Linked DNA regions of Sus scrofa: regions 2, 3, 4, 5 and 6 are each linked to region 1. Evidence: chromatin contacts called from public Hi-C and HiChIP or PLAC-seq data. All regions are on one chromosome and are shown on one strand. Each heading gives the region's core, a stretch centred on a gene start, on an enhancer-like site or on the middle of the called end of the contact. The rest is flanking DNA. Distances are from core to core; before and after follow the strand shown.

Region 1 (4,757 bases), core at 1,433-3,932:
GTTAACTCTGAAAACATGTGAAAAATCAGCTGACACCAATAAGGCAAGCTGTGGGCCCGTACCCGGGCTTTCCCGTCAACAACCATCAGTTTTAGCAGGGGCATCTGTGCTAGTCAGTGGAACACGGCCACCAAAACTTGAGCAACCATGAAGAATCAGGCACTAAAAATATCACCAGGAAATCTCCATAACGCAAACAATCCTCAGGAAGAGAAGAGGGGTGTGTGATAAATGCCTGGCTGCCCTGCCACACTCTCAAATTACAGAAAACCCACGCTGTCAACTTGAGAATATTGAGCAAGAGGCCAGCCAGCTTCTCAGCCCACATGTGTCACAAACACCAGATTCACCAGGGAAGAGCACTCACCTGATCGTTGGGGAACTTGGCACTGGCTTGGCAAGGCTTCTGGAATTGGGGGTGGCACCTGACCTCAGGTCCCCTGAAAATGGAATGAGGCACTTATCAGGCTAGCATCTGGCTGTCCCCAGGCACCACACAAAGGAAAAGAGGCAAAAGTTTAAAGGCAGGAATTGGAAGACCTAATTGCACATCTGACATACCATGGTCTTGGGAGTTTCAGTTTTCCCATTTCCAAAATGGGGTAGAATGGGTAATTGTGTGTGTGTGACTTTACTGTCCTGATGCATCATGATAATCTATTACTTCGCCAAGTATCAGTTTGCATTTGTTTCTGTTGACACATAAAATACCTACCTACACACACATGGTACACACATAAAGAATGAGAATTCTTGGAGTTCTCATTGTGGCTCAACAGGTTAAAAACACAACACATGCTGTGGCTGTGGCGTAGGCTGGCGGCTACAGCTCAGATTAGACCCCTAGCCTGGGAACCTCCATATGCCACTGGTGCGGCCCCAGAAAAGACAAAAAAAAAAGTTAAAAAGAAAACAAAAATCAAAAAACACAACACAGTGTTTGTGAGGATGCAGATTCAATCCCTGGCCTCACTCAATGAGTTAAGGATCTGGCGTTGCCGTGAGCTGTGGTGTGGGTTGAAGACACAGCTCGGATCCCGCGTTGCTGTAGGCTGGCAACTGGAGCTCCAATTTGACCCCTGGCCGGGGAACTTCCACATGCCTCAGGCGCAGCCCTGAAAAAAAGAATGAGAATTCTAAGTTGTCATTCTTAGCTCCCCATATAGGTTGGCCTTATGTAGTATTTACATGTTCAGAAGTATGTCATGTAGAAATTCAAGCGAAACTTGAAAAACATTTTCTGGCAGGAAGCCCAGGTGGGGTTGTTCATGGAGACAATGATGACTGGACCAGGCGTGGGAGGGAGCAAGACGCATAGATGAGGCAATCGGCCTGGAGCTTTTTTAACACGTAGACAAGAATGTAGACAGTGGATTAGGGCAGAATTTTGATTCTTTCATTTCCTTCATATGTTTCACTGAGTGAAGAAGGGTAGAAGTTGACAAAAATCTCAAACAACCAATCTGTCCCAAGTTGGTGTTGCCCTTTAAAAAAAAAAAAAGTGCTTATGAAATACTTGAATCTCCTCAGTACAAATACAACGGGTGAACTAAAAATTCAAGTAATGGCCCAAGGGGCGGGGAAGTGTAATGTTGACTCTGATTTACAGAAAGTGAATCTGACTCATGGCAAAGTCCTGCAATTTCACATGAACTCACGCTGCCTGTAAACGTCCCGGAATCAATGGTGAGCAAATGTCAACTCTGGCCCGGCAGGCAGAAGCACTTTGTTTTCCGTTCTGCGGAAACGCCAAATCCCATCTCTCTGACAAAGGTCCGCGTCAGGCCGCTGTGTCATCAATTGCGTTCGCCAAGGCAGCGGCTCTACGTGAGCGGGGACCACTTCCCGACTTCTTGGTATCTTTTGAGCCTGCCGGGGAGCTAAGACTGGCGGGCCAGGCCTACGCGGGACGCAGCGCCACCTGCTGGAAGCCGAGTGATGGAGCAGCAGACTGGAGTTGACCGCGGAGACCAAAAAGTCCTGTTGGCGCTTTTGGCTTTGAGGCAACAGCCGGGCCCTGCCGAGAAGGAGAACCAAAACATTATAGCAGAAATAGGCACCCTTTATCCAAACCTGTCCTCGAGGCTACACACCATCCTTTCCTCACCATAGAATGTGGGTGGTGTGTGTGCATGTGTGTGTGTGTGTGTGCATGTGTGTGTGTGTGTGCATGTGTGTGTGTGTGTGTATGCATGTGTGTGTGTGCACGCGCGCGTGGAGGCACAGCCAGGTTGCATATTCAGGTGTGTCTGCACTGACCTCCCAGAGGTAGGTAAAGCGGAATCATCTTCGTCCCCCTTGCTGGATCTGTAAGCACATCCACAGTTGACAGAGACTTTTACATAAAATATCCCAGTTAATCTCCCACTACTCTGTACAAATAGATAAAACAATCTCTATGGAACGAGCTGCCAGCTCCCTGGCTCTCCTAGTAGAATTACTCATAACCTAACCACGTTTGAGGATGACAGCTAACTAATGAGCTTTCCCCTCTTGTCAAAAGACTTGGCCCACATGGAAACAAAGGCTGTCACAATCCCCCAGCCAGGCAGGACTGGCTGTCATCGTGGAGATCAAGGGCTGACTCCTAAATGAAGTAAACTCCAGCCAGCTGTGGGAGGGAGCAGCCTGCAATCAAACCTCAGCGGCTTCCAGGCGGCTGGTAGTGGGCATGTCAGGAAACTCAGACAAGTCAGCCTGTGGGGGTTTTTGCCAGAACCTCATTGGCTCTTCAGAGATGTGCTCACGTATGTCACAATCATGAGGTGACCTTCCCTGCCTAAGAGGTTACTGACCTCGATCCATGGACATTTGTGGAAGCAGGAGACCTGAAAGACAAAGCAAAGGTGTTGGAGGAAGGGCGATACTGCTTTGGCAACGTGGACATGTTTGCTGATGGTGCTAGGAGCACCAGTGACCCAACACATTGATCCTTTGGGATTTTCCTGGCGACCAAATAAACACTATAGTATCTTGAGAGCTTCCTTATGCCAGGCAGTAGGTGCCTTACCTTTGTGGGTTTTGTTGTTGATGCTTTGTTTGTTTTCATATAATCTTTACAACTGCTCTATAAGATATGCACTATGATCAACCTTGTTTTACAGATTTGGAAACCGAGGCCCAGAGAGGTTAAGAGGTCTGCCTAAGGTTACACAGCTCAGAGGAGTCCAAGGCAGGACCGAAGCCCAGTTCTCTTTGGCTGGAAAACTATGATCTTAACGTTTGCTCTACTGCTTTTCAGCTGTTAGTGCCCTACTCGGCCCTAAACTAGAGTATATTTTTCTGGTCATTTATGGCCCCAAGTGACTCATCAGCCACATGATCACACCACTCATTTTCACTGCCCCCATCTCGGGCAAAAAAGCAGGGCCTGAGGAAAGAGCTTTCATCCACTTTGTTTTGAGCCAGGGCAACAGACTGGGATCGGTTGGAACAAACAGTTCTGGGTCAGAGGTCAGGGGACAGACTGGCCTCTGACAGCAAAAACAAACAAGGCCTCCCAGGGCCATGAGAGGACCTACAGGCGGAGCTCGCCTGGGCATCTCTGAAGGGGAGGCACCGGGTCCGAAGGGCGGCTGGGGCCCTTCTCAGGGGGATGAGGAAAGCAGCATTGTGGACTGGGCCACATACCAGTTGTGGAACACAGGGCAGGCGCAAGGAACCACACATGGCAGCACCATCTCTGAGGACTTGGGAGAGGCTAGCTTTGCCCTGTGCAGGAGCAAAAATGCCCTCCGCACCGAGCTGCAGGCAGACATGCTGTCCTGCTCCAGGCTCTGCAGAGGCTGAGTTGGCTGGTTATCGCTTCCACAACAACAACAAAAACCAAGTACTATTATCTCATAAATGCTGTCGTGCACTTATACGAAAACTGGCAAAGAGATGTTGCCAGTCTTTTGCCCTTGAGTGAAAACCTTCTGGACAGCGTGACAGTTTTTTCTGGGAGGCAATGTGACCCGGCTGGGTAATCCGAGTGACATGTTCCTTACAGCCATCCCATACGGCTGGAGTTCACATCCACTAACGCCAATGCTTATTTCCCCATGAAGCCAACCAGTCCTAAAGGCAACAGAAAACAGTGCCAGATGTCCACCTAGAGGCTGGGAGGGAGCAGATGGGTGGGCGTGAGAGGGCTGTGATGCTGAAGCACAGCCTACCTGGGAGGAGCCAGGAAGCTGGGACCCAGCCACTCTCCCTGCTCCCTGGCCTCCAGGGAAGGCCCATCCCCCTGCCACTGGGGCAGCCACGCGGAAACTGGTGCTTGCGAGGTGGCACCATCCCCAAGCCTTCAGACAAAAGGCTTTTGTCTGGGAGGTGCTGGGGGACGCCACACAGCACCGATTCTTCCTAAATTGATTTTTTTTTTTTTCCTGAATGTTATCTTGTTCATGGAAAGCTATTTCCACGAATTGACTGTTAAATATCCCATATGATAAGGGAAATACCATCAGCGCTATGACTGGAGGGGAATGGTGAAGTCTAGGCTGGTGTATGCCGGGGTGTTTTTGAGTTCATCAACACGTAGAGGCAAGATAATAAGGTAAAAGAAGGCTTGTTAGGCTCTGATGCAAAAAAAAAAAAAAAAAAAAACAGAGAAAAACAGCTGTGTGCTGAAGTATATTCCAGTTGGACAACATAACAGAGAAACGGGGACCTAGTGGGTATGACACTGTTGTGATGGATGCATGATCTTATGCATTGGTCAAAACCCGTGGAACTGCTCAACCCAAAGAGTGAACTTAGTGTAAATGATGAAC
Region 2 (4,757 bases), core at 1,341-3,840, 480 kb before region 1:
GGCTTGGGTTCAATCCCTGGCCTAGGGAACTTTTGCATGCCAAGGGTATGGACAAAATATATTGATATAGATATAGATCCTAGGGTCAGAATTTCTCCACTACACTATTTCTTTCCATATTTTTGTCTCTCTCTTTTTTCTTTTCTTTTTTTTTTTTTTTTTAAAGGGCCATACCTATGGCATATGGAGGTTCCCAGGCTAGGGGTACAATCAGAGCTGTAGCTGCTGGCCTATGCCACAGCCCAGCAACACCAGATCTCAGCCTCATCTGCAACCTACACCACAGCTCATGGCAACACCAGATCCTTAACCCACTGAACAAGGCCAGGGATCCAACCTGCATCCTCAAGGATACTAGTCAGATTCATTTCTGCTGAGTCACATTGGGAACTCCCCCCGCCTATTTTTTTTCTGTGCAAATGCATCTCAGGTATACTCACTAATGCTTCCCTCAGCATATGTGATGATGGTAACTTTTGGATGCAAATTACTGACTACTCAGTTAATTCTATTATCATTCTGCATAAGGTTCAGCATTTAGAGTTATAGCTCTAATGTTAGTTCATTTCTAATTAGAAAGTCACCATAGCATTTACTTTGTACCGCTTGGACCAAATCTGACATGCTTACTGGTTTCGAAGATGTAAAAGTTTCTTGTAAAGTAAGTGATAAGAAAATGGGGGTAGTAACACCCTCCTTTGAAGTGTGAATGCTTCAGTGAGGGCAGAGCTTATGCAACTAGAACTCTCTTGGCAACCAAAGTGGCTCTGACTAGATCTACTCTTTGGCTATTTCTCCTTCTGGGATCCAATAGCCACACAGGTCAATAAACACATCCTGAATGTTACTGGATTTCAGAGCCATGACCTGATTCAAACCTTACTAACAACCCACGTTCAAGAGATTCAAAGCCAGGACCATTGAGTTACTAACTCATTAAAAATTAACCGAAATAAAAATTGAACCAGACTAGTACAACTTAGAACAAAGACGAAAAGCATGTTAAGCACCAGAGAGAGATGAGGGGAGGAGCCAGCTGCTTTGGCATCAAGCTCCTTCTACAGAAAGACCTGAGTTGAACGGGAATTATTTGCCAGAGTCTCCTAGAGATAAAGGTGGGCTCCTGCAGAAAATGTTCCAGATCCTAGGAAGACAACGGCACAAATTAGATAATACTGTGTCCTGGTTTAATAGCAGCCATTATGTGTTGCAAAATATAACCCTGAGGCAAACAGCAAAGACATTGCTTGGCTGAGTTTCCTTCTTGCTTTTCATACTGACTGCTTACAAAGTCGTGCCCAGTCATCTTTTTCCATTTCAAAACTGATTGCCATAACGTCTTCCTCTGATGCTTTCCTGGTTGAAAGGCCATGAGTTCAGGCAAGACTTTAACTGTCTGGGGGATGAAGATAGGATCCCACCATGCAGAGCTAAAGGCATTTTGTCCCTTTCCACCTGCAGCCTCTCCACCAGCCTCCATCAGGACTCCGGGGCAATTCCCAGAGTACCTGCTCCCTGAGCCAGCAAATCAATTACAGAAGAGTCTCATCTGAGCAGGACTCACCTCCGCTCTCCTTCAAAGACAAGACTCCACGTGCCCTGCACCAGTGTCGCTGCATTATTGTCTACATTCCTGTGACTTCAGGGTTTATGTCAAGGGTCCTCGTCATTTTAAACTCTGGGGCTTTGCCCAGATATAGCTGTGTCTCTTGATGAAACAAATCTGCAGCTCTCTCTTCTGGGTTTTCCCCAGAACACGGTGGTTTTAGCCTCATCATTTAACTCACCCACTCTTTCATGTCCCATTTATAGTGTGCAATGTCATGACCAAGAATTAGTGATAGTAATATCTTGTATTTAAAATGTGTCCTCCTTCCAGGAGACTTCACATACTTCATGATAACTACCTTGTATCCTTCCCAAAACCCCAGAAAGGAAGGTTTTGTTAGCTGTATTGCTTTTGGTTAAGCATTGTATTTTGGTTCCATTTTTACAGTTAAAATACCAAGGCACCAAGCTGCTTGAAAAATTTTCTTAGGTCATATGTTACTATCCTCACTTGGCAAAAAGCCTCCAATTGTGTTCTGATACTATTCAAATCAAGTTATAGAGCTAAAAATATTGATATCTGGCAATAGTCAAAAACCCTAAAAATCACCATTAAAGCCAGAGACCTGGACCCTCATTATTTAAGCAAGAATTAGGGAAGATGCTTTGTTACTTTTTTTTTCTTTCTTTCTTCACCATATGGAAGTTTCAGGGCCAGGGATCAAATCCCAGTCGCAGCTATGACCTATGCCCACAGCTGTGGCAATGCTGGATCCTTAACCCACTGTTGCCAGCTCAGGGATCAAACCTGTGCTCCCTCATAGACAACACCAGATCCTTAATTCCCTGCACTACAGCAGGAACTCTGCTACTTTTTTGCTCAAGTAATAGTTTTTATTTCCAAGTTAAGTGCATGTTCTATTGCTGCTTCTGAAACTTAGCAGAGGGCCCATGGGCAAGTGAATGGTGTGGCAGCCTGCTCAGCCTCCCTGCCACACGGCACCCAAAACCAGAGCCAGGATAGCACATGCATCAAGACAGAAACACAAATGGCCTTGCCAAGGTCCAAAGATCTGCACAAGAACTCCAGGAGCCAAGTATCTAGAGCATAAACAACCAGGCAGAAGTTCTCCCAGGAACAGGATGTTCTGCTGCATTTCCAGTTACCCTGGCCTCAGGGCAGGGCATCCCCTGCTCATAAGGCACCCTCCTGCCAGGATCACCTCTAGGATGAGAATAGGGTCTCCCTTGGGAAGGGCAGCAAGCCCATCCACCAAAATCATCTTTCTACATATTGAAAATTCAGTCTCTTTAGACTGAATCTCAGAGCAGTTTTCTTTGTGAGAGAAGCCATACGAACAGCTTTGCCTCCTTCAGACTCAGGGTTCAACACATTTCATTATCTAAATACATTGTTAGGGCTCATGAGTTACCTCTACTGTGACCACAGCCCAGTGAATTTAAAGCTCTCTTTTATAGAGTGAACCAGGACTAAGGAGGAAGAAGAAAGGGAAGAGGAGAATAATTAGTAAAGCAAAGCCTGATGAGGGTAGAGACAATAGCATAGGGTGATTAAGTCGCAAATCAGAGCAAAGATCCTCACATAAACAATATTTGAAACTGAACTTCAAAATGCATTTAAAATATGAGAGCAGGATAAAACTCCATCCTGGTTTTTATATTTTTGTTTGTTTTAGGGTTTTCCACCTAACATATGGAAGGTCATGCTGAGAGTTTCTTAGTGATTATGGTCTAGTTGGGCCACAACTTTCAGGAAGAAAAATATGGACACTGTTGGAGTTCCCGTCATGGCTCAGTGGAGACAAATCTTACTGGCATCCATGAGGGTGCAGGTTTGATTCCTGGCCTCACTCAGTGGGTTAAGGATCTGGTTTTGCCATGAGCTGTGGTGTAGGTCGCAGGTGTGGCTTGGATCTGGCATCGCTGTAGCTGTGGTGTAGGCCAGCAGCTACAGCTCTGATTTGACCCCTAGCCTGGGAACTTCCATATGTCATAAGTGTGGCCCTAAAAAGCAAAAAAAAAAAAAAAGATAACAAAAAATATATGGACACTATTAGTAAAGTCTATTTACTCTCTTCATTTCTCATTTCAAGACTTACCTTCCTAGTTATGCCTCCAACAAGAATTCTAAGTAGACTGAGACACCCAAAAGATTTTTTATAGGGTTCCTTAACTATGGAATCTTGAGAGAATTTTAAGTAATAATGTCTTGTATCTGTTCACAAGGTTTGGGATACTCTTTTAGCGACCTCTCTCTGATAATGGCCACAGGAGTTTGGAAAGTTACAGACAGTCTTGAAGAGAGGTGAAGCCATGGCTTGATATGAGAAATCATGTCCAAAGCCATCTAGATATGTAACTGAGAAAAGGAGTCCATCCACTGGGGCTGCTGGTCTCCTAAGACAGCAGGCCAGATTTGACCTTGGCATCATCTTTCATCTAAAGAGGCAGATGCCAAAGGAAGCATTAATGTCACCCAGCCTGGGAGGCACATGGCAAGCATAGTATACAGATGTGGCTCCCTGCAGTACAGGAGATTCACCCGGTGTCCCCAGCCTCCTCCAAGCATAAATGGACTCACAGGTATGCAGACCTCTTATCTCCCTGCTGCTTTGTTCTGGGCTTTGTGGCTTCTTCTTCCCAATCCGACTATGAACATAAATGGTGTCTGAATCATTTTTCCCTTTCTCTAGCATTCAGAGAAATTCTCAGGAGTCAATTGCCATTATAAGATAATAAATTAATTATACCTATCATCAATCATTATTACGCAGACATATAGAGATCACCATAGTTGGGCACATCATGAAATGAAAGACTTCCTTTTTTTTCCCTTGGTTGAAAATAGGGGAGAGGAAGTCAGGCTAAAGGAGGTTTACACCAGAGCTTATTGGGAAATTAAAGTGTGTCTGTGTGTTCTGCTTTCATATTATAATAGACTCTTATAAACTTCATTGTAAGTTTTACATTTGTTTTATCTCAGTTTCATTTCCAGGTTTTCATGGGATCAGGGTTCAACTAATCCATTTAAATAGAAACCCCAAATACTTTCCAAATTTTTTTCAAATACTATTATTTTTTCTTTTTAGGGCCACACCTGTGACCTATGGAAGTTCCTAGGCTAGGGGCTGAATCAGAGCTGCAGCTGCCAGCCTACACCAAGCCACATCTGCAACCTGGATCACCAC
Region 3 (4,757 bases), core at 1,501-4,000, 450 kb before region 1:
GTTTGATGAAGTTCTGAGGTACAAGAAGAGTATGGCCCTCTGCAGCCAAGACAGGGAGGAGGAAGAGAGTCGATTAGACCAGAAACACTTTCCTATAAACTCATCAAGATACTACCATTGTTATCTCTGATATGTGTGTTCTGACACATCAACAAAGAAGGGCGCATTCCCCATGGGAAGTTACTTTGAGTTCAACCAAACATATTAAGTTGTGCTTTAAGTCAAAATAATTGCCCTCTCCTGCTCTGGAGACTTGCAAAGACACAGTGACTTACTTGCTAGATGTCCCAAAATTGATCACTCATCATCAAACAAGCCAGGCAGGAGAGCAAATGCTTCAGCAGGAAGGTTAACAGGCAAGAAAATGAATCATCTTATCGTTACAAATACATTGTTTGCTGCTATGACTAAAAATTGCTGTGATATTTTTTGAAGTTCAGATGCCTGGATATTTTACTGCTGAAATGTCAAGCCACTGAGCTATTGTTATAATAACTGACCACGTCATGAGAGTATTTCATAACTGTGTTTCTGTTGTTACACAGTCAGTATTATAGATTCAGGATAAATCTGAATCATTGCTGATCTGCTTTCCAACACGTAGCATTATTGGCTCTGAAGGAAGCACTAGCTTTGCAGTCTGTGAATGTATATTATGAATACCAATGTACAAATATTACCAAACTTCATATGTGCTTTATATGTGCTTTTTGCCTCCTAATAAACTCTTGTAAGTCCCTCCAAGGGGTCCATCTCGGTTGACCCAGGAATCCACTCTGCTTGTGAAGTTAATGTAATAAAGTGCTGAGTCAGAGCTTCTCTGATTGCTGCTGCATGCAATGGAGCAATAGGATGTGATGGTTTTTAGAAGTGGCTTGTTTAAAAGGCTTTGCACTTCCTTGGAAGAAGGGTTCATGTAATATGACTAAATAATTATTAAAGTCATTATTCATATTCATTAAATGAAATTATTTTTCAAGTACATACAGAATAAAACAGGTGAGATTTTAATTCTAAAATAGAATGGCATCATCTTTCTAAGGCAATGTGCCTCACTTAAAAAAAAAAAGATGGAAAAAACAGTGGTTTTCTGAACAGATGAGTGTGTAAAAAGGTTAGCTGGTGATGCCCAACATGGGCAAGTCTCTCCTTAGGCATCTGTTCTCTTACCAGCAGCTGTTATTCAGGGGCCTTGCTCACTCAAATTTAGCTCTGCCTTAGGTAACAAGAACATAACTAGATAATCTTTTGAGAACAGCCAAGTTTGGGTTCTTCTCATTCAACAATATCTAAACAGAGATCTTACATGTAATATTTCAGAAAACATACAATATTATTTAAGAAGAACCTAAGTAAAACTAGAAACATATTTACTTGACAATTAAGTTTGATAAATGTTACTAATTACAGCACATATAACTCAGGTGTGGTCTTATTCATCTCTCCTCACTAAGGAATTAGTGAAGTCTGGCACTGAGTGGCTTTGATCAGAGCGTCAGTTTCTTCTTGCATCATTCACCTTTGAGATTCCCATTACACTCCCTGTGAGGAGTTTTCAGATCCCCTCTGCATCCTCTCAGCCCTTCCCTCTAACCGAAGAAAGTTTCTTCATGACACCAAGTATTTTCTGATCTCTCTTCTCTTAAGCTGGCTAAGCTGGCCATCCAAGTGAGTTGATGTATACTGGCCAGTCTGAGAGAATAACAGCCTCACACTGTCCATTATGTATTTCAGGACTAACTTCCAAGAGCACTGACTATTCCTTACCATTCATTCCATCATATGGAGTAAAGAGGTTTCCTATTGGCTACAGTTGCCAAATAGTATAAAGGAAACCTAGCTAAATTTAAATTTCAGATAAAAGAGAATTTTTTTTTTTTGGATGCACTGCAGCATATGGAAGTTCCTGGGTGAGGGGTCAAATCTGAGCTGCAGCTGCAGCCTATGCCACAACTGTGGCAATGCTGCATTCTTAACCCTCTGTACCACAGTGGGAACTCCAGCAGGAGACTGTTTAAAGTATAAGTATGTCCCAAATATGCATGGGATATACTCATACTAAACAATGATTTCTTTAGTCCCAAGACCTAATAATTTGCTGCATGGCTAAAGCAATAACTTATACACATATCAGAGGCTAATAATGGAGAAAAGAATCAGAAAATTCTTTTAATTCTTTGATTTTTCTTTCCCATTACATGAGGTTTATAATGACATTGACTGGGTGAGGGTGAGAGGAATCCATTTCTGGGATCAATAACACTTCTAACCAGCACTTTGTCAAACTACATATGAATGGCTTTTACTAAACAAAAAATTCTGTTCAACAAATGCTTCTATCATTCCTTTTCTAAGCTGAAGAAAATCTCAGCATTTAAAAAAGCTGCACTGCAAAAAAAAAGAAAAAAAAAAGAAAACTTTTTAAAAATAAAATTTAAAAAGCCACATTGCAAGTTTTAAGAGTCAGTCAAAAAATATTTATTCAGTGTGTACCATGTGTTAAGCCAACAACGATTAACACATGGTTCTTGCCTGGGAGGAGTTCAGAGTCTAGGAAAGATACAGAAATGCTGACAGATAATCACAAGGCAATGTGATAGGTCTTCAAACAAAACAAGCACAAAGTTCAGTGGATGTGACTAACAGGACTCAGGGAATTTGGCATCATAGAGGAGATGACATTTGATCTGATCTTAAAGGACAAGTAGGAATTCTCCAGGCAGAAGAGGAGGGCAAAGGCATTCAAAGCGGAGGGGGGGGGTAGTCATGAGATCCTGAAGGAGCTGCTATGCTTGTGTAGCAGAGAAGGTTCTGTTCTAGTCTACGCTGGAGAGGAAGGACCAGCGCTCCACTTTCTCCACCTCATTCATACCACAACGACCTAGAAAGGATGAAGGAGGGCCTCTAACCAAGCCAAAGCTCAGTAACAACAGGAGGAAGAGAAACAAGAACAAGTGATCATGGGGCCCAACAAATAATCAAATTAAGGCAAGAAGAAAGATGCCCAACTTCTGCAAGAATGGAAAGTAAATTGCTGCTGTAGCTTCAGCAACTTTTATTTTATTCTCCTCTTACTATCGCCAGAGCCACTTCTCTATGTGAGGTCAGCATGGAGGGCTGCAGAAAATAATTGGCTGCTTTTCCATTTTGGAGATGATGAGCAGAAATATTCCCCTGGTAGGCATTTCCCTGACATACTGTATGAATAAAAAAAAAAAAAAAAAAAAAAGCTTCCAGTGATTCTATTATAAATCCTTTGATACAAATATTCCAAACTAGCTAGAAAGCAAAGATTCTGTGTATGCTGAAGCCATGTATGCTTAGGAATCACATAGTTAAATAATTTATGATTAGCGAGAGCCCAGTGGTGCAACAGCAGTTGGAGAACGTGACAAAGAGCCAGAGTCCAAAGCTAATAAAACAACAAACTGTCTTTTTTCTCTCTTTTCAAAAAATATGTACATTCTTTCTTTAAAATACATACATTCTTTTTAAAAAATATTATTGTCTATCATGGTTTCTCCCAGAAGATTAGATACAGCTCCTTGTACTGCAGTAGGACCTTATTGTCTATCCATTCTAAACGTAAAAGAAACTGTCTTTCTGATGTCTAACATTCTTTTGATTATTTGATGTGCAATTCAAACTGATCTTAAAAACTATGAAAACTTGAAGAACACAATAAGATACCACTGCACACCTATTACAATGGCTCAAATTATATATATATATATATATATATATTTGACAATACTAAATGCTGATGAGGATGCAAAGTAGCTAGAACATTTAAATATTGCCGATAGGAATTCTACTTTGGAAAAAAGTTTGGAAGTTTCTTACAAAGTTAAACTTAGGGGTAGGTATTCATCCTAGAGAAATGAAAACCTATGCCTACATAAAAATCTGCATATGAGTGTTTACAGCTACTTTATTCTCAAATGCTAGAAGCTAAAACAACCCCAAATGTCTATCGGCTGGTAAATAGACCAATTATGTTATATCCACATAGCGATTTAACAAAAGAACTACAGATACATCCAATAACATGAATGAGTCTCAAAGGTATAACGCTAAGAGAAAAAAATTCAAACTCAAGAAACTACATACTAAATGATTCAATTTATATGATATTATGGAAAAGGAAAAAACTAGGAAAAAAATCAGATCAGTTGTTGCTGGTGGCTGGAGGTGGGGGAAGGGAATTTATTACAAAGAGTCGTGAGGAATTATCCTATATCTTAATTTTGGTGGTAGTTATATGATTGCATAAGTTTGTCAAAATTCTTCAAACTTTACACCTAAAAAGGGTGAATTTTACTATCTATAAATTATATCTCAATAAACAACAACAAAATTAACTTGGATGTCTAAAAACAACAGCAACAACCCCAAAAAACCCTGGGAGTTGAGGGAGGCATTATTTTGAATTTTTATTTGAATATTAGTTTGACTGTTTCCAGCTCTACAGGCTTTTGACCCTTAGCTTTTCGTTGAACATAATATATTTTCTACAGGTCTTATCCAACAGTAAACTTAAACATCTATCAGTGATTTTTAACCAATTTTGAGAGAATTAAAATCTACAGGTTACAGCACTCATCATATGCAATGAAAAAACTTCTTTGCAGCTAGAGAGGTCCTAGTTATGTACCATCTTTGAGGAAACTGAGGATATAGTCAGTAAAATAATTTTCTGTGTTTTATGGTTAAGATGAGGAACTTCAATTAAGATAAACCTATAGCTTACAGAGATT
Region 4 (4,757 bases), core at 978-3,477, 390 kb before region 1:
AAAAGAAAAAAAAAAAAGTTATCTGACTTCTTTAGGATACAGGAGACATGATCCCATTTTTAAAGTAATCATTTATATATGGTTCACTGCTTTGAAATATATACTTCCCTAACTGCCTGTATGTCTTTGTCAAGTTCACCATAATTAAATGTCAGACTCCAGTCATTCTGAGACCATTAGAATTTCAACTACACAATAGGCTCAACAACCAACAAATTCAATTGCTCTTTCTTTTCATGACATGTTTTCAATAGTTCAAATCTGCAGTATATGAATCAACCTGGATAAAATACCTATATTTCAGGAATCTAGGTCAGAACATACTATTAGTGAAAGAGGTTAAAAACAGACACCCAACTTCACCTAACCAAAGTTTCTTTATTTTTATTTTTATATTTTTATTTTTAGGGCTGCCTCTGAGGCATTTGGAAGTTCCTAGGCTAGGGGTCAAACTGGAGCTGCAGCTGCCGGCCTACACCAGAGCCAGAGCAACACCAGATCCGAGCCTCTTCTTCGATCTACGCCACAGCTCATGGCAAGGCCGCATCCTTAACTCATTAAGCAGGGCCAAAGATCGAACCTGGATTCTCATAGATAATAGCTGTGTTTGCTACCGCAGAGCCACAAAGGGAAATCTAACCTAAGATTCTTGTAGTAAAATTTCACATATAAATAATTCTTTACATTAAAATGTGAAACTTACCAAGAATTAACAATTAACACTCTCCGATGTTAAGTTTCTATGCAATTCAGATAGATTACTTAACTTCTGCGAGCCTCAATTTCTTTAGTTTTAAAATGGGGCTATTATTACCACCTCCCTTGAAATTTTCTTAAAGGATTTATTTATAATGCTTATACACTTGAAAAAACTCCAAAATACAGTACGAAGGTAAGCTATCAGTAGCCACTTAGTCATTTCTTTATGAGGACAGAAACAGTTTCTCATAGGTTTCTTCACCCTTGGAACTTAGCACAACACCAAGAATACTGTAGGTACTAAGTAAATTAGTAATATTAAATAAATAAATAAATAAATAAAATAAATGTAAAAATATATGATAGCAGTCAGAACTCTCAAGGAGCACAGGCTAATGATTACATAGGGTAAAAGCAAAATGCACTCTACCACAAAAGTTACCAAGGCTTTTATGACATCAGTAACCATATATCCAATCATAGTTTTGCCACTTCTTCCTGTGGGCTAATGGAAAAACTGCTGAAGAGAAAGCCTTCAGCGATGGTCAGATAAATTCTATCGTAATCAAGTAACAGTATGGGGAGACCAGACACAATTTCCATTCGTCCACCTATTCTCAGATTGTGTCTTACATTCCACTCTTATCTATTTCTAATATGCACAAAAATGAAGCAGAAAACAAGAAGAGAAAGGGCTTACCCTTTCAGGTGGCCTCACGAGTGATATTAAATGTCAGCATTCTTGGTGCTGAAACATTCCTGGTCTAAAGAGTCCACAGAGAATAAACCAACTGAGGCATTTTTCCAGTTTTTTGGGGGAGGAATAAAATCAGTCACTAATTGCATTACCTGCATTCATTAGACTCTGGCGAGAAGACCCTTGACTATTACCACAAGAGTCTGGCTAGGAACCAGAGTTGAGTTAGCTAGGTCTGAGTTTCCCTGTAGAGAGAATGTGTGTGTTGGTTGATGTCTATGATGAACCAATTCATCTTATTTCATCTCCTTTCACTTTCAGAGACCAGCCGCAAGCTTCCAGGATTCCATATATAGTGAGCATGCATTTTCTTTGCTTTTACTTAGAGTTTTTCCCAAAAACCACTACTATGCTTCCCCTCTCCAACCTCCTTTCAGTGAATCTGTGATTCTTGGACAGAAAGAAATTAATAACAATGCAGTCTGATGAATTTTCTAGGTGCCATCCTTCCCAACAAGACTGTACTCTGGAGTAATTTCTTTAAGTATCATTGGCACTAACACACACCATAAAGAACTTTCTTAAGTGACCTATACCTTCTTAAAATGACTTTACAATTATGCCATTTATTCACAGAATTTTTAGTAAGGCATGCCCTTATGAAGACATTAGCACAAGTGGAAGCTGGTTTGTGGACCTCCTATATTTGTACATTGATTATAGTGCAGGGCAGAAAACATTCCAGAAAAAAGCAAATGTTCAACTTTCAACAGGTAGGAAGCCTTAGTAAACATTAAGATTACTAGCTCTGAGCTCAAATTGAGTTGGATAAACAAAGATCTGCCCAAGTAAGGACTGCTCTGTACTTTTCCTCTGATCTTTAACTAATCGGTACCATATTCTGGAAGTCAGGTTTCCAGAGACAGATACAGTCCCATTCTGCTTCTCAGGGTCATCATATCTAGAGTTTGTTGAAGTTGGGGTAAGGGGGTCACATTTCGACAAGGATATTTAAAAAGGACATCCTAATGCAGACTACTCATAACCTATCTTACATCTAGTCTATTCTCTCCTTTCATTTAGGGTAACAATGAAACTTTGCTTAAAAATATGTCCTTACCTCTCTTTACATTAGAGTTAAGCATGAGACACAATCTTGCTAATAAGAAATAGAAATTGCCATTAATGTGTCCAAAAGAGCTCCTTAAAGTAGGGGCAGGGGGTGAACTCAGGAGGTATGCACCCTGTTGTTCTGGGCCCTTCCCATTTTTCCTGCCTGAAAGGTGGCAGCTGTAGCTACAAATGGCCACGTCTGGAGCCTGAGAATGAGACTCACACCTTCAGACTGGCAGGGAAGAAACCTAGAAGGTCCTGAGTCCCTGATTAATTTGCTGAGTCAACATGTTGCCTTTGAGCTGCCTACTGCAGAGTCTCTTTTGGGTGAGAGAAAAATAAACCCCTTTCAGTTTTAAGCCTCTATTTTGGTGGTCCTTGTTGGTTTGTAGCTAAATACAATTTCTAACTGAAACAAGCCCAGTTCCAACGTTTAGCAATCATAACATAAGAGAGGACTTAAATCATGTCACTTGAGAAAGTTGAACAAACTGGCGATTTACATCTGGGACATCAAGGGAATGGAAAATATAGAGAATACTGTATTCAAATGTGTGAGTCACTGATTTATGAAGAGTCACAGAAGCCAAACCAGGAAGTGTGAGTGATAGCAAGAAAAGCAGATATCAGCCCAACCTAAGAGAGCATTCTAGTAATAGGAACCGGCTCCTATGGATGGGCTTCCATCACTGGAAGGGTTCAACTATTACGATGACTGTCTACTCCACGGGAATATGGTAGAAGAGAAGAAAACACTGAATGAGGCAGTTGGAAAAGGTGCTATTTACTTAAATTTCCACACCTAATCCAGAGAGTCTACGACTCTATGAGTTGCTAATACCTAATAACGATCCTCTTTAACACAACAAATATTTATTGAATGCCTATTAAATGGATTTTATTACTTCCTTTGTACATTATATTTAATCTACCTAACTTTTATGCCACTTATAGGCCTCCTACGACTGACTTTTAAGTTAATTTTGGAAGCATCTTCAGTTTGTCAAGAATTTATAAAGTAATACATTTGCAGCTAGAACAACCTAAGCAGTAGTTACAGATATTCGTGGCATCTTTACCACATACCAGGCACTGAACTACATGCTTTAAATTCATTATCTATAATTTTACAACAATCCTAGAAGGAAAACAGTTTTACTATTTCCCTTTTTAAAGGAGGAAAATAAAGCACAGAGAGTTTAAATAATTTCTCAAGATCGCATAACTAAGGGTGATGCCAGAATGGAACTCAGCAATCAGACGCTAGAACTCTTGATACTATACTCTCCACACCTAGTCTATATTTGCCTCAAAAAGGCACAGACATCTAAGGATCATAATAAAATTGCAAATGAATTACAGGTACCATAAAATCAAACAAAAAATTATGAAGGCAAATGTCCTGTGTATTTTGAATATTTCTTTACTAATACTTTCTTCTTTTATAGTCAATGTCATGTTATCCTTGTCTCTAAATATCACCTTGTGAAAAACAAATCTGAAATAATACACTTTAAAAAGGTATATGGTAGCTATGTGACAAAGGACAATATTTAGTCCCTGGATAAATTAGTAAGGGGTTATGAGGTCAACCTTTCTCCACAAACAGCTATAATTAACTTCAAAAGGCCAAGAAGCCCCAACAGGAGTCTGAATCTTCTCCCACTGATAGCCGAGTGGAAGCTCACAGATTAGAAAAACTTCAAAGTGTAAACATAAAATAAATTTTTCATTAAAAAATCTGGCAGCAACATTTAAAAGTCAGCTTTTGAAGTCAACTCAATATTTGAAAAATAAATCACCTCTTTGGCAAAGGTGCTAAACTTTTCTCTTACAACATTGTGAATACAAAAGTACAAATACGTACAAGTTGGCATAGTGCAATTATTTCACTGTGAATCATTGTTAGGATTTAAAATTTGTCTCTTAAAAGCTGAAATAACTAGTTAATTATTTTAAAAAATAGTCACTGGCATTACAACTAAGCAAATTAAACATTCATTTAATTATTAAGCATCTTTTTATTTTAACCCATTTCTCTCTGGGTTTATTTTTTAAGTCTTTTTGAAACTCTATTCCATTTTGCCACTTGTTCTGATATATTCTGAATCTGTTTTGCAAGCTGATCAGTAAGGACAAACTCAGGATCAGAACATTGAAACCACTGACTTTAAATATGTCCAAACATATGACATTTGTTTCATCTCCCTTTGACACAAAAGACTGGTGCATTCTTTCCCCTGCACCA
Region 5 (4,757 bases), core at 955-3,454, 340 kb before region 1:
AAATAAGCATATTTTATAACATGTTTCTGGATTCATGTTCCCCAACAAAAACTTCTCTTTCCTCTATGATTGTGCTACACTATGCGATTTTGAATGATTCTGAATCACACTGTCATTAGAAGAAATATTCAGTTATTTTTATACCTGGGTATTAGTAATTCCAAAATGCCTATCATATCCCTTTATGACTTCAAAATGCAACTCTTTTAGAAGCAGACATTCATCTAATATGCAAGATGTGACTCTAAAGTGATTGGCTTGGTATTATTCTTTCTGTTCATAAAATCATTGGAATTCACATAGGAAATGAATGAATCCCCTCAGAGAAGTCATCTTGGGACACCCTAGACAAATCTTGATGACGTTTGCCTTTGTTCAGAACCATCTTAGGACCTTTCTTATGGATGTGCCTTTACTCTGTTTGCTTTTAACAAATGTCTTTAAAGATAGCCAAGCATCACCCTTTAAAGTTGGATTAAGTCTTCATCAATAGCTAACAGTAATCTAGAGTAGGAGATGGGACCCTTGGTGCACCATGTGACAAAAGGATTAGGGGAAATGCAATATGACACTCAAAATTAGGAGTGATTTTTAAATATTCAGCAATAGGTTTGGCAGGAAACAGATCAATCAGAACAGATGTCACTAGAGCAAGGTACTGGAGGACTTTGACCAAGATCCATGTATTAACTCTTTAGTAGCAGGATTGTGAGGATTTCTAGAGGGTCCAATAGGGGAAAGTGTAGCAGTTACATGTGGAGGTTTCTGAGATGTGGCATTAACTAACCAATAAAGGAGATTTGTGGTATTTTAATGTCAGCTGAATATTAGTCCTTCCAAAACAAGAGGCCACACTGTATTTGTGTGGCTTGGGCAATGACTCTGAAGGCATTGTTCAAAAGTTTTTTGAAGGTATTGAGAGCAATAAATACATGGGATCCCAGGATAATGATTTTGAAGGGCATCATTTATCTGACTATTTAGGATAGGCACCACACCTTTTCACTTATCTTCCCAAGAACCTAACACAATGCTTAGGATGTAGTTGTTTCTTAATAAATATTTGGCTAGAATGTTATGTTTGTTAAAGAAAAATAACTTCAAAGTAAAATCTCATCCTTAAGGCTTTTAAACTTATTTTTTAATTTTTTAGACACATAAATTCTCTTCATTTTATTGGAAAAAAATTCTAAAAATCTCTTTTAAGAGAGAAATCCACTAGCATTTATTCCTAACTCAAAACCTTTTGCATGGCTGTCTACCTCTTTCTGGAAAGCAGTCTTTACAATGTTCCTTTAATTATCACATAACTTGAAAAGCCACAGGTAGTTGGAAATTCTTCTTTAACTCCTTGAAGTTCCTATTATTTCCAGCCAAATAGAGTCTTCTTTTTAGCAGGTAGGACTTGATCTTTCCCAAAGCTAGGGGTACTACAGCTGCTGGCTAATATTTATCAGACCATGGCTGTCCAGTACTGTGCACTTATTACATCAGTTCTTTCTCCTAACAACCCCTTTTATAGTTGAGGAAATCGAGCACCAGAACAGCTAAGCAACCTCTCTCCATTTACACAGCTAGCTAATAGTGAAGGTACATTAGAATCCAAGCAACTTGATTCCAGAGCTGAGCACCTTGGATAAACTCAGTATAATGAGCAGGAGTTTGTTCATCTTCAGTCAATCCACAGGGTAGGAACTGAACAATTTCCGCTACCTGAAAAGTACCTCAGAGCTATTACATGGACACTTAGAAATGAGGTCTCAGAAGGAAGATTCCAGTATCCGTTCACCTTACAAGTATTTACTGAATGCATATATATTTAGCCACTCTTCTAGGTTCTGGGAAGACAGGTAAGGGAAATACAATCTTTTCCTGTTTGGTAAATAAAGCACCTAGAAACTTACTCCAGTCTTCTAGGGCTCCTTTTTACACTATTTCAAATGGGGTGAAAACTGAACCCTTGTGTTCAGTTAGAATTCTGGATCCTAAGCAATTTATCCTCCTTGATTAGTTGCAAAATAGACATCTCTAGAGAAGAGGAAATCTACTGCTCTCTTCCTTCTGGATTCCCCTAAAGGAGTATTTCATCTCCTTTGCCATCCTGTCCTTATATGGAGAGCAACAGGGGCAGGAGGAGGTGGAGAAGGTAAGAACTGAAGCACATAGACTATCTGCAACACAGATAATATGTAAACATTCCACTGACGTGGCAGTATTTTTCTATTACTGCAGGATTACCCTGAATGATGCTGATATCCAGAGCCAGTGCCCCACAGGCTAATTGCTTCATATAGGAATTTTATGTTTTAGGAGGTGTTTCAAGTTATACAGCGGTCTTATATGTTATCATAATTAGGAACAATAGAAAACATTAACTGAACTTTGTACCTTCCTTGAATGATTAAGTTATACTTTAAAATGAGGTTAATAAATAACCAAAAAGAAGGCTATCAAAGAACTAACGCTAGAATAGTAAACTGTACTAAATGCCCCATGCAAGCTGAGAGATTAAAAAACACTAACTTTAGACCAAAAATTATCTCACATGTGCCAAAAAGCTGTACTATAAGGGAATTGATCCTTCCACCCAACTCCTGCTCCAGTAAGATTTCAAGATAAAATAAACAGTTCTTCCCATGTTGCCCTAAAACCTCAAATTCCCAATATTAGTAATCTCAATTATGTTGTCAATTATTTATTATTAATTGTATTAGGCCTTAAATCTCCTTTTTGGAACAAAATTCAATATTAACTTTTTGAAAAGAAGCAAAAAAGACAAATACATAAATAAATCATAATTGGAAAGAGTTTACTCTTTCACCTAAAGATTTGATCCTTTTGAAACTATAACTTGCTTTGGAAGAGAGAGGTGGTATTTTAAGCAGTGTTCAGTCATTTTCTCTTTAGTGTAAATAAGTTCTTGAGTCTTTCTTAAGAATAGATTTTGCTAGAAGATAAAAGTAATATTCCGGAGTTCCCGTTGTGGCGCAGTGGTTAACGAATCCAACTAGGAACCATGAGGTTGCGGGTTCGATCCCTGCCCTTGCTCAGTGGGTTAACGATCCGGCGTTGCCGTGAGCTGTGGTGTAGGTTGCAGACAAGGCTCGGATCCCGCGTTGCTGTGGCTCTGGCGTAGGCCGGTGGCTACAGCTCCGATTCAACCCATAGCCTGGGAACCTCCATATGCCGCGGGAGCGGCCCAAGAAATAGCAACAACAACAACAACAAAAAGACAAAAAGAAAAAAAAAAAAAAAGTAATATTCCCACTCCTATTCCCCAACCCCGCCTTTTCTGAAAGGCAAATATGCCAGAACATTCCTTGTCCTGATTTTGGCCCAAGAACAGGACTGCTTTTCCTTTAAAACTGAATGCCAGAATCTTTCTTTCTCAAAAGTAAATGCTGAGGTATACTCATCTTCCATTTTATGAAAAGAAATCATATTTAAATCTCTGATTTTATAAGAATTTCTCCCTCACACTCCTTTCTTATATTCAAAGGCAAATCATCAATTAACCATCCTCTAGTTACATCATCCACAAGGATAAAATGTTAAAGCATTTTTGTCAAACAGATTACAGAAAATCAGTCCCTTTATCTCAAGGAGTGTTTATGAGTTTTCTTGTCCTGTAAGCTTTCCCCCTCTCCTGTCTTTTTTAAGTCAAAACATCAGATCAATAATACATGATATGCAAACCTTGCAATTTCAGGCTCAAGAACAATATGGAGCATGCAAAACGGACATTTTAGCACACAGTTGTGCTTTGTGGAAACTATGGTGTAATATCCTGAAAAATAATTTCAGGTCATAAAAATGCAGTGTACCGACCCCCTGGAAAGAATCGTGTCCACGGGTCCCGGAATGATGTCTGTTGTCCAACACCCTCACTCCACGTCTGAGCCCTTTCGCTCCATGTGGTTTTTCCCTCGGGGATCATTATTGGGTTTCATAATGATTAGTTTGTGTATGAAAAAGGAAAGCTCAAGACTATAATTTCATACATACTTAAAAAAAAAACATATAAAGAAAATTCAGTAGTGAGACAAGTAATCTCCTGGAGCCTGCTGTGACCAAGAGTATACCTGTGAGAGGGACAAGCTGATAAATGAATGTCTCAACACTCAAGGGGACAAACCACAAAGAAGAAAGCTTTGTATCCCTCTAGCTTAGCGAACTTGGCCTTCCCGGTCCCCCCTTCAGACATGAGGAGAACACCCACCAAGAAGCAAACAGCAGCCATTAAAGCAAAAAAGTACTGGACCATGCAAGTCAGAAATTCAACAATAAGGAGAGGAGGAATATTTCTTTTAATTTTGGCAACCTCATACTTAAAGACATAATTATCAATAAAGACCTAAGTGAAGGATAGACTGATGCAAATTGGGACTGAAAGCGATGCTCCCCAGGTAAAAAGGTGGCTTGAGCACAGAGAGCCTGGAGGAGGAGTTAGGAAGGCAGGGCACATACCTGGTGAATGGATCTTTAGCATCACAGCTGCAAAGCCTCCTCCTTTCTCTACAGATTAAAGTGCTCTTACCAGGAAAGGTAGCAGAGCCTAAGGAAGAGAAAAAGCTGGCTTAAATCCTGGGGTGGGGAGTTCCTGTTGTGGCACAGTGGAAAGGAATCTGACTAGTATCTGTGAGGATGAGGGTTTGATCCCTGGCCTTGCTCAGTGGATTAAGTAAGGATCCAGCGTTGCCATGAGCTATGGTGTAGGTCATAGACATGGCTCAGATTCCACGTTGCTGTGGCTGTGG
Region 6 (4,757 bases), core at 941-3,440, 260 kb before region 1:
ATCTGTTAGAACTGTCTGATTATATGCAAGAGAAAACCACTCTACCGAAAGAAAGAAAGAAAGAAAGAAAGAAAGAAAGAAAGAAGAAAGAAAGAAAGAATAAGAAAGAAAGAAAGAATAAGAAAGAAAGAAAGGAAGATTAAACAGAATATTGGGGAATCTCATGAGATTGACGGGGAGACTAGAGAACTAGACTTGAGAACAGGATAGAAACACGGCCAGGAACTATCTGACCATCAGAGCAATACCCCTGGGATGCATGAATTTTAAGCATTGCTTTTAACTTGGCACTACTCCACTCAATATTCAAACAACCAGGTGACTTCAGCCTTCCAAGTTTTAGTCATATGCCCATTTCCTGGCACATACGGAGCAATAGGGACTAGGAACCAAAGGCTTTCCTAGAGGGGATCCAGGTGACTTGATTTACCACCATCAGACCCCAGACTCCCAGGACGGCATTACCTGTGAGAGCAACAAGAGCCCAAAAGGAAATTGAGATGCTATCAGGAACAAAGAATGAACACCAGGAAGACTAGTCTAGGAAACAACTTATATAAGGCGGATAAAGGTGGAATCATAAACAAAAGGTATCTCAGAATAAAAGCCATCTCATAAATTGACACATGCTTTTCAGTAAAAAGGTACTGATGATGTTCAATTGTCATTTTACCCCTCTCTAGATATAAATATACTCCTGGTACTCAAGAGACTACAGTGGAGATTATTTAGCTGTCAAGTGGTCACACAAAAGTTTTTGCTTAAAAAGCCTTAAATGTCTAGATAAGCAATTTTGAAAAATATTTAATTTTTTAATCCAAAGAATATGTAACACATGTACACCTTCCATTAAGCAGAATCAAGGGAGGTATATTTGAATCGGTATATTTGAATTTGTATTATTTGGATAACGTTGTGAATTGCTGACTATAAACAGCTGAAGAAAGGTCCAAATCTATTATTTTAAATCATTCCTTTCACTCTTGCTAGGTAATCTCTGCTCTTAGAATAGGAAATAGACATGGGAAAATAAGGTAGAAAGTCATTTATTCTCTTATCATACTTTATCATGTCTATTTCCTGTTCAAAGGAAAGGTACTATCTAGAGAGAGTGAAAAAAATGATTTAAAATAATATATTTGGGAGTTCCCATTGTGGTGCAGTGGAAACGAATCTGACTAGGAACCACTGAGGGTTCGATCTCTGGCCTTGCTCAGTGGGTTAAGGATCCAGCATTGCTGTAGACTGTGGTGTGGGTCACAGACGCAGTTCAGATCCTGCGTTGCTGTGGCTGTGGTGTAGGCTGGCAGCTGTAGCTCCCATTAGACCCCTAGCCTGGGAACCTCCATGTGCCGCACATGCAGCCCTAAAAAAAAAAAAAAAAAAAAAAAAAATTAATTTAATTTAATAATATATTTGGACCTTTATTTTGAGTGTAAAACCCTACAGATCTCCAGGAAACAAGGTGGTAAGGTGGTGATATGAGCCTTTAGACCTCCCAAAGGCACAGCCAGTACCCCAGTATAGTTAATGTCACCAGGTCAGAATGCAAATCCAGAGATATCAGAGTTTCACATTTCAAAAGAAGCTAAGTTTCCAAATTTTTATGCAAAAGTTCTAGATTTTTTTAAAAAAATTTTATTGTTATTTCCCCAATACAATTTTTTTTTTAAAACTGTAGATTTTAAATGCTGAAAACTTTAGTTTGGGTTTTGGGGGTTGTTTGGGGCTTTTGTTTTGTTTTGTGGTAGTTTTTCAGTTTTTGAACGCTACATAGGTCAAGCAAAGCACGTAAATGTGACCTCTGTTCTCCATTCCTTCAAGGAGTGGTCAGACCTCAACAGGGAGGGCCGGATGCCTGGATTTCTTCTTCCTGTTTCCAAAAATAACACAATCCATCCTTCCTTTTGTGGGAGCCAGATGACATCTATGACAAAGGCATGGATTCCCTAAGAATTACCTTCTTACTCCAGATGCAACCACAATAATCAGTGCTTTTAGAACAATTTAAAAATGACATGTTCAATGAAGACTCAGAAGTACCCTGATTTTCTCTCTGTATAACGTCCAGAACCACGGAGCAAAAGTTGTGGAACTGCTTTAGGGTGAGGCAGCCATGTCAACTGGGGCAGCTGCTGAGGAAAGCAGGTCACTGGAAAGAGGAACTCAAGCAATGAAGCAACTGAGTCAAAGGAAAAAAATATGTTGAAACGGGCTCTCAGAGGAAAAAAAAGCCACAATGGAAAGGAGGCCCTTCTGAATTCCTCAACCCCAACTTTCTTCCTCAGCCCATCCCCCAAGTTCTTTTAGCTGCATGGATTGGCTTCTTTAATTCAACTGAGTATGGTGAACACCAGGCCTCATGTAAGACACAAGGGACAAAAAAAAAAAAAAAAAAAAAAATATATATATATATATATATATATATATATATATGAATTTCCAAAAGAAATTACTTGAGAAGAAATTTTTACAGAATGTGCTCAGAGAATTGGTTAGTCAGTGGAGATTTATGTAAATATTTTTAAGGTATTCATAAGTGACCTAATCCACACAAGCAGGCTTCCTTTTGCATTTTTTCCTCAGAACAGAGGAAGCCTTATTCACAAACTCCACGTGAAAGAAACATATTTTTTTCATCCAGTGGTTAAGGATCTGTAGAATCATTTCCTTTCTACAATGCAAACTTGGTACATGACTTACCCACTTACTTCAGGTGGATGACAAACCACAATCATGAGAGGGAACGATAGGGCACTGCTCTGAGAAAGTGCTTTTTATCCTCTCAAAACATTCGCAAACATTAACCAATTAATTGGTGAGTGAAGTCAGCCTTTAAAAAAAAAAAACAAATGAGAAAACTGAAGATATTTAAAAGCTTTCCCTACAAAGGGATTCAGTGTCTGAGTCTGAATTAGAATTTGGACCTTCCTAACATTAGCAGTTCAGAGATTCAATTCATGTAAACATTTGAAAGGTCAGCTGTTCATCAAATACTTTCCAACTACAGCAAGCGTATCCTTATTAAGTTTCTTTTGCAAAAGTTCCAAGGTGCTGAACACTCATCCATTGCCACCAATAATTAACAATCCCAAACAACCTAAAGACAGAGAATTTTTTGTTGGCATTTTGAAACTTCAGACTATCTTAGGAACAGAACGTGTGGGAGTGGTTATGGGCAAAAGGCAGGCTAGGAAAAAAGACATCAGGCTAAAAAGTTTTCCTGAGACTGGTCCTTCCCTGTTTCCCACAGGTTTGCTGCAAGAAGAAAAGTGTTTGTTCTCTTCAAATAAGAACTTTGTGCCTCCTGGAAATGGGCAGAAAAGAAAAAAATCAAGCAAACAATATCACTTGGTCTGATATTTAGAAAATTCAACAAAATGTGGCATCATAAGTATAGAAATCCTTTTTCTACCTAGCTAACTTGGATTCAAGCATTATCTGTCCACCCATGGTTTAAAGATCTCAAAAAATTTACCAGAACTCCATATCTATGGTGAGATATTTTTCTCTCACTCTTTCTATACAACACACACACACACAAAATTACAAGCCTAATTTAAACAATACCATTTATTGTCAGATTTGAGAATTGAATAGCTACCAGCTTTAAAAGGTCTCCTGAGTCTCACACCCACATGCTCTCTTATACTAGTTTCTACACGGTCATCCAAACCTGACATGGTTACACGGTGAGCTATGTGGCATATCAGCAAGAAGAGGACTGTAGTGAAAGCAGGGTTTCAATCTCCATGTCAAATCCAAAGCTAACTTGGTGGTAGACCTATGTGTAAAAATCTATTAGACTTCTAGAAGAAAATCCTTTTGACATTGCATTAGGAAAAGGTTTTTTAAACAAAACACAAAAAGTGCGAAACAGGGAGTTCCCGTTGTGGCTCAGTGGTTAACGAATCCGACTAGGAACCATGAGGTTTTGGGTTCGATCCCTGGCCTTGCTCAGTGGGTTAAGGATCTGGTGTTGCCATGAGCTGTGGTGTAGGTTGCAGAGGTGGCTCGGATCCCGCCTTGCTGTGGCTCTGGTGTAGGCAGGAGGCTACAGCACTGATTGGATTCCTAGCCTGGAAACCTCCATATGCCGCGGGAGCAGCCCAAGAAATGGCAAAAAGACAAAAAAAAAAAAAAAAAAAAGTGTGAAACAAAAAATGGATAAGACGAATTTAAGCAAAATTTGAAAGGTTTGTATTTCAATAGACACAATTAGGAAAATGAAAGTGTAAGCCACAGATTGTGAGAAAATATTTGCAAACCATGTATTTGACAAAGGGTCATATTAAAAGTATTTTTTTCTTGGAGTTGCCATTGTGGCTCAGCAGAAACATACCTGACTAGCATCCATGAGGACTCAGGTTCTATCCCTGGCCTCGCTCAGAGGGTTAGGGATCTGGCGTTGCCATGAGCTGTGGTGTAAGTCACAGAGATGGCTCAGATCTGGTGTTGCTGTGGCTGTGGCATAGGCCAGCAGCTACAGCTCCAATTTGACACCTAGCCTGGGAACTTCCACATGCTTCGGGTATATGGAAAACACATATGCAAATCAATTTTTTAACAAGATAAAGAACCCGATTTTTTTTTTTTTTTTGTCTTTTGTCTTTTGTCTTTTTAGGGCTGCACCCTTGGCATATGGAGGTTCCCAGGCTAGGGGTCTAATTGGAGCTGTTGCTGCCGGACTATACCAGAGCCACAGCAATACCAGATCCAAGCTGCATCTTCGAACTACACCACAGCTTACAGCAAAG

What was found. Hi-C and Micro-C count contacts between places; a contact is called where the count stands out from the background. HiChIP or PLAC-seq counts read pairs in DNA pulled down with a chosen protein or histone mark.
Region 2: a Hi-C map of liver shows a contact between it and region 1, with 8 times the contacts expected there. The contact joins two enhancer-like sites. A contact is called at or near these places in 2 of 5 promoter capture datasets (fetal liver and liver), 28 of 47 Hi-C or Micro-C datasets (adipose tissue, alveolar macrophages, blood and 14 more) and 2 of 2 datasets of contacts at active chromatin or transcription factors (alveolar macrophages and skeletal muscle).
Region 3: a contact with region 1 is called in a Hi-C map of liver, with 8 times the contacts expected there. The contact joins two enhancer-like sites. A contact is called at or near these places in 4 of 47 Hi-C or Micro-C datasets (embryonic fibroblasts, liver and skeletal muscle) and 1 of 2 datasets of contacts at active chromatin or transcription factors (alveolar macrophages).
Region 4: a Hi-C map of liver shows a contact between it and region 1, with 3 times the contacts expected there. The contact joins two enhancer-like sites. A contact is called at or near these places in 6 of 47 Hi-C or Micro-C datasets (embryonic fibroblasts, liver and skeletal muscle) and 1 of 2 datasets of contacts at active chromatin or transcription factors (alveolar macrophages).
Region 5: a Hi-C map of liver shows a contact between it and region 1, with 2.3 times the contacts expected there. The contact joins two enhancer-like sites. A contact is called at or near these places in 6 of 47 Hi-C or Micro-C datasets (brain, embryonic fibroblasts, epiblast stem cells and 2 more) and 1 of 2 datasets of contacts at active chromatin or transcription factors (alveolar macrophages).
Region 6: a contact with region 1 is called in an H3K27ac HiChIP or PLAC-seq map of alveolar macrophages. The contact joins two enhancer-like sites. A contact is called at or near these places in 1 of 47 Hi-C or Micro-C datasets (embryonic fibroblasts) and 1 of 2 datasets of contacts at active chromatin or transcription factors (alveolar macrophages).

The regions. Positions count from the first base shown.
Region 1 is chr2:102,487,961-102,492,717 of Sscrofa11.1, reverse strand. No RefSeq gene overlaps it. Among named protein-coding and RNA genes, the nearest start is that of GLRX, 53 kb to the right of the region's middle. Within about 2 kb of position 2,682, at least 37 of the 83 cell types and tissues checked have an H3K27ac peak or open chromatin away from gene starts, as enhancers often do. A contact at or near this core is called in adipose tissue, alveolar macrophages, fetal liver and 1 more, where this site is marked.
Region 2 is chr2:102,963,209-102,967,965 of Sscrofa11.1, reverse strand. The region is part of intron 6 of LOC106508433 (a long non-coding RNA gene); the gene reads right to left. Among named protein-coding and RNA genes, the nearest start is that of PCSK1, 85 kb to the left of the region's middle. Within about 2 kb of position 2,590, at least 3 of the 83 cell types and tissues checked have an H3K27ac peak or open chromatin away from gene starts, as enhancers often do. A contact at or near this core is called in adipose tissue and liver, where this site is marked.
Region 3 is chr2:102,935,679-102,940,435 of Sscrofa11.1, reverse strand. All of the region lies in intron 6 of LOC106508433 (a long non-coding RNA gene), which reads right to left. Among named protein-coding and RNA genes, the nearest start is that of PCSK1, 110 kb to the left of the region's middle. Within about 2 kb of position 2,750, at least 6 of the 83 cell types and tissues checked have an H3K27ac peak or open chromatin away from gene starts, as enhancers often do. A contact at or near this core is called in liver, where this site is marked.
Region 4 is chr2:102,881,986-102,886,742 of Sscrofa11.1, reverse strand. The region is part of intron 6 of LOC106508433 (a long non-coding RNA gene); the gene reads right to left. Among named protein-coding and RNA genes, the nearest start is that of PCSK1, 170 kb to the left of the region's middle. Within about 2 kb of position 2,227, at least 3 of the 83 cell types and tissues checked have an H3K27ac peak or open chromatin away from gene starts, as enhancers often do. A contact at or near this core is called in liver, where this site is marked.
Region 5 is chr2:102,825,813-102,830,569 of Sscrofa11.1, reverse strand. It overlaps LOC106508433 (a long non-coding RNA gene), which reads right to left. Exons shown (of 16, transcript XR_002342060.1): 6 at 4,468-4,555. Among named protein-coding and RNA genes, the nearest start is that of PCSK1, 220 kb to the left of the region's middle. Within about 2 kb of position 2,204, at least 7 of the 83 cell types and tissues checked have an H3K27ac peak or open chromatin away from gene starts, as enhancers often do. A contact at or near this core is called in fetal liver and liver, where this site is marked.
Region 6 is chr2:102,744,229-102,748,985 of Sscrofa11.1, reverse strand. It overlaps LOC106508433 (a long non-coding RNA gene), which reads right to left. Exons shown (of 16, transcript XR_002342060.1): 5 at 2,704-2,833. Among named protein-coding and RNA genes, the nearest start is that of ELL2, 160 kb to the right of the region's middle. Within about 2 kb of position 2,190, at least 4 of the 83 cell types and tissues checked have an H3K27ac peak or open chromatin away from gene starts, as enhancers often do. A contact at or near this core is called in alveolar macrophages, where this site is marked.